Linked DNA regions of Hordeum vulgare: region 2 is linked to region 1. A link is a contact called in public Hi-C data. All regions are on one chromosome and are shown on one strand. Each heading gives the region's core, a stretch centred on a gene start, on an enhancer-like site or on the middle of the called end of the contact. The rest is flanking DNA. Distances are from core to core; before and after follow the strand shown.

Evidence for each region. Hi-C and Micro-C count contacts between places; a contact is called where the count stands out from the background.
Region 2: a contact with region 1 is called in a Hi-C map of seedling, with 9 times the contacts expected there. The contact joins the promoter of LOC123410689 here to the promoter of LOC123412881 in region 1. A contact is called at or near these places in 2 of 6 Hi-C or Micro-C datasets (leaf and seedling).

The regions. Positions count from the first base shown.
Region 1 is chr7H:149,404,175-149,406,838 of MorexV3_pseudomolecules_assembly, forward strand. It overlaps LOC123412881 (protein decapping 5-like), which reads right to left and starts at 1,343. Exons shown (of 8, transcript XM_045105841.1): 1 at 1,103-1,343. The coding sequence starts at 1,226.
Region 2 is chr7H:149,719,782-149,722,445 of MorexV3_pseudomolecules_assembly, forward strand. LOC123410689 (protein MIZU-KUSSEI 1-like) reads right to left here and starts at 1,361. Exons shown (of 2, transcript XM_045103628.1): 1 at 424-1,361; 2 at 1-301. The coding sequence starts at 985.

The DNA.
Region 1 (2,664 bases), core at 93-2,592:
ACACAGAATAGTCCAGTTAAAAAAAGTGAATGTGCCACATGAGAAGAATTGCTTAAACTTGGTGACTTCCAGGTGCCGGTCTGTCATTGATGTATGGACAAAATATTGTTCGGACGTCAACATTGCTTGCAGCCTCCATTTCCTAATAGATCGCACTTCTATGTAGATCAAATATTGTTAGCTCCTATTATGTACCTATCCTCAGTATGGGCGAAAGATCAGGAAGGTCGAACCTATGCCTGAAAGATAATTTTTTGCTTGTTCGGTGCTACTAAACAGATGTGTGGTCTTTACTGTTTGCCAATCATTCCCAAAAAAGGAAATTTCTAGGAGGCAGAAAATGTTGCCAAAAATTAAAGCCTTTGCTTGGTTGTCCATAATTAATACTTCAACACATGCGCGCCAATTTGCCACTTCGCAAAGCAACCGACACAATGGGCCCTTGAACATGCATTAATCCACACTCCAAACATGGCAAAGGTTCCAAGACCCTTTCAGCTGTACAACAACATCCCCAATATAAACTCTTACACGATTTGGCGCGAAACCGTTAACGTTAGTGTGATGCTACTTGCAATTTGATTACTATAAATGGACAGAAAATAGAAGACTTTCCAGTAGTAATGTGCTTGACTACTGGATAGCTGTGAACAATCCCCCACCCACATTTAAGTCAGACTCGCTGTAGAACTAAAGTAATTGTGTTAGACTGCGGGGAAGATGACGAACTTTAACTAAGCACGAGGAAACGAAGAGATAAGTAACAAATCACCAACTTCGTGAACTTGAATTCGCATCGCCCAACATCACATAATAATTCACTAAATGATGATTCAAAGAGCGCTTTTGTTTGGGAATTGAAAAGCTGCAAGGATAAAACCTAAATCCCAACTCCGACATAAATCCTGCAAAAGGGGGACTCAAATTCCGCAACATCCGCAACACGAAATTGAACAAAGGAAAAGAAAATAAAGTAAAATCTACTCCACATCGTGGGGCACAATTTAACCACATCGCGTGGGCACTCCGTAGTCCCCTCGCAAATCGGCGACCGATCAGGAAAAGAAGAAGGCCAACGACGGGAGGGATGCGGGAAACCCACCGTTCCTGAGCCCGATGCTGGACTCCTCGGTGTTGATGGTGTACAGGACGCCCTCGTACCGGATCTCGCTCTTCGACGTGAGGCTTATCACGCTCCCGATGTACGTCTCCGGCGCTGCCGCCATCGCCGCCGGCCTCGCCTAGGGTTCCGATCCCCCGCTCCGAGTTCGCTGTATTCTTTTTTCCACGCTATTTTTCTGGTTATTCCCCCTCTTCTTTTTTTAAAGCCTTAGCTAATCGCTCTCCCCTCGCCTCTCTATTTCATGACGGATTACGTTACTTGTTGGCTGTCCATTACTGGTGGGGCCTACAGATGATTACGGTGCTTGGGCCCATCTGGCGGTGACAAGTGCTTAGCACGGACGGTCCATGTATAATGTAGATCCTATGGATAGGTAGTGGCAGCGTAATGGCAGATTCATGTGGCGTGAGTAGCCGGGAGCGTGGACTCGCCGACTATGACACCACGGGCCCGCAATCTAGTGGAGTCCTGTAGCTGGCAGAATTTCTAATACTCCCAACCTTTGGATCTTTGATATTTTAGATTTAGAAATTTTGTACGAATTATATATGATAGGGTTCTTGCAAGAAAAAAAAATATTTTCTTTTGTTCATAGGATAGGGTTTTTTCGGAATGTCATAGGGTACGAATTCTTTGGAATAAAAAGTTGTAGGAGTTGAAGCGGCATGTATCTTAGTTTTTCATTAGTATATTAGGTATGAGCTAAAAAATACATAAAACGTGCGCCAATTCTACGTGAAAATATGAATCAATTCCTACAAATTAAATGGCTCTAAAATAAAAGAAATTCTATAGGAATTTCATCCTATACTAGCAAAAGGGCATGTCCGTTGCAATGGAAGAAAAGAATACCACACGTTCTTAATTTTTCAAAAAAAGAGTTTATAATCTGACTATTTGTAGCTATGGCCCAAGCAAAGAACATCTTATCCTATAAAAATGTAGTTCAAGATTTCATAGGTCTTTTAAACACGGCTTGCATGTGTAGATTTAATACGTATAAAGAAATGAATAAGTGATCTTCAATTTCATCTTCAATCCTAATTTTGCTGAGATGTTCATCCACAATCCGGATCAGTATCGGTATAAAAGAAAGAGAGATAATGCATTATTGATTAGGATTGCACCCAAGATAGTACTTTTTTAAAAATGGTTAACGAGTAAAATAACATCATATTCATATTCTGCATAGTTTTCCAATCAAATTCCATATATAAAAAGTTAAATTTGAAGTTACGATTTAGAAGATATGAGTATTTTTAAAAACATTTGATATGTATTGCGGGTTTAATATCAACAACATGAGGGGGGTCTATAAAAATAACATGACGGACTAAGAATACATATTTTATTTATTAGTAGGTATAGATATAGATAATTCCTACGAACCAAACAAGCCTCATCCTTTTGGTTTGTGGGTTCCTATCGTGGGAGTGATTCCTATATTTTTTGCATTTTAAAGGAAGACAAAAAATAGCTAAGATCTAATGAAAACTTTCTTATCATATGAACAAAATGGCATTGTTTTTCCTATAAGAACT
Region 2 (2,664 bases), core at 111-2,610, 320 kb after region 1:
CTGAGGAGGTAGATGCTGAGCTCAGGCCCACCGTTGCCGTCGGGGTTTATCATGTAGAACGCTTCGGAGTCCCTGGATCCCACCACCCTCTCGAACCTGGCCCTCATGTACATCAGGTCCCCCTCGCCGGCGCCGCCGTCCGGGACGACGCCAGCGCCAACGGAGACGGGCTCCACGGCCCGGAGCAGCCGCCACTCCTCCGCGCCGCACTCCCTCCGTACGGCGTAGCCGCACTTGCGCCCGTTGCAGTACGCTCGCCACGTCGGCTCCTCCACCAGCGCCGTCCGCCGCCTCTCGCCGCCTGCATGCATGCACACGTAGAGACACGTACGACGTCGGTCGATCGCAACGGCATGTATATATACGTACAATACAAGGCGTACGAAGCAAGTATGCATGGTATGGTACGTATCATATTGTTACCCGTGTGTGCAGCCGTCTTCTCGCACTCGAGGGCGATGCGAACGAGGCCGGAGGACATCTCCCTGACGAGCGCGCCGGTGGAGTACGCGGCCAGCTCCACCATGAGCGCCGGCGGCGCGCGCGGGTCCGTCTGCAGAGCCAGGTGCACGCGGCCCCGGCGCCGGCCGAAGATGGTGCCGGTGACGCTCGACCCCATCGGCCTGCGCCCGCGCCGGCGCCGCGCGCGCGCCACCACGGCCAGCACCGCGGATCGGAGCCGGGCGAGCGCCTCGCGGCGCTTCCCTGACCGCTCAGGGGTTCCTCCTCCCGCCCCAGCAGCGTCCGCAGCGCAGGGAGTGGAGACCACGAAGGTGGCTCCCTCGTCGTCCAGTTCCACTTCCACCTCATCGTGGGCATCAGGTTCTTGCCCGCCGAGCGGCGGGTCGTGGCGCGCCTTGCTAGCGCGCTTCCTGAGCAGCCAAGGGATGCCGCCGCTCGCCGTTGCGCCCCTGGACGGCGGGAGCGGGGACGGCGGCGGCGGCGGCTGCGAGGCGGCCACTGCCGCGCGTAAGGTTCCCGCCATGGCGACGGCTCACTTCACTCCTCAGCCCCGGAGCAGACGCGCGCGAGCTGTGCGTGCGTGTCTGTGGTCGATGTCTGTACTATGTTTTGTGATGGCAAACGGCAGTATATCAAGCTCGCCTCGAGAGAGAGAGAGAGAGAGAGGCAGACGGGGAGAGTGGCAGCTTTAGCCGCAGAAGAATTTCGTCGGCTTTAGACGTGCGGGCTGCGCTTTTGGCAGGCAGCGCTAGCTAGCTAGGCCGGCGGGGACAGCAGCTGCAGCTGCAGCTGCGTGGATACTCGGCGCTTTGGCGGGGCACATACATACGCGACGCGCCGGAGAGAAAGACTGGGGAGAGAGGGCGGTGGGCAGAGCAGGCAGACCTACACGCACCCAACCGGTCGCGATCAAGGAAGGGGGCAGCGATGATGGCAACGGCCGTGGATTTTATTTAGCTGCTTCCCCCTCCGTCGCTTTCGCGCGAGGTGGCGGGGGAGACAGGGCATTGGGAGGCGGAAGCGTGTGACGTGCATATGACACTGACACAGTGTTATCAGAAGAAGTAAAAGTGACGTGATCGATGCCTTTGCAGAACGCTCCTCGGTGGTTAATTAGCGGAACCCGGCCGGAAATTTGTGGGAATCAGCACACAATGGTGGGATGCCGTTTGTTATCAAAAAAAACAAATGGTGGGATGCCGACACAATACATACTTTTTTTTTCGGTTAACACAATATAGACATATTTCCTCCTTTCGATGAAAAGTGTACATATAATTTTTTTAAATAAATTATAAAGTGAAGAAATAAATTCATTAAAATCATATAAACCACAATCTCTTTTCTTTAATTGCACGATCCTCAATGAGCTAAATACATGCGAAAATTAAGAAGATCATGTGTAGGATGTTATTGGTTTAGATTACCATGTGAGGAGAGGGAAGTATTGGTTTTTTTACTTTAAAATGCATTGGAAATATAGAAGTACATTATTTGGTGAACAAATTTTAATTCAAATGTAAACTCTTCACCAAACGGAGGGAGTAGATGATTATACATACGCACATACACTATCAAGTCTATATTCATTAAACACCCAATGCTAAAGTCTTGAAATAAACCAAAAAAAATATGAGCACGAGTATTAAATTTATGATGGACTGAAAATACCACTGCATTCCTACTCATTCAATCACAAGTTCCTTCGCTTGTGTGTCATTAGACTACTCACAATGAGGAGTAACATAGAGTAGTAACATACATATGTTACTAGTCTAAGTTACTACCTTCATAGTGGATAGTAACATAGGGGTAGTAACATTGAGTCTATCATTTATTAAGCTATAGACTCATCTTGCCTTGATATCCGCTATGTTACTCATAGAGGTACTAGTAACGTGCTTAGGCTAGCCATAGTGGGAGTAACTAAGGTAGTATCATGTACTTGTGAATAACAAATATGCTGATGTGGCAGATAATTAATGAAGAGAGGGAGGGTTAGAGTAACATAGGTAGATACTGTAACATGTTAAATGTTATGTTACTATGTGTCATGCATGTCAATAAATGAGAACATCTATGTTACTAGTTTATGATACTATGCACTATGAAGATAGTATCATACAATAGTATCATATGCATGATAGTATTATATGATACTCCCCACTATGACCAGCCTTAAGTTACTCAATTTCTCTCTTT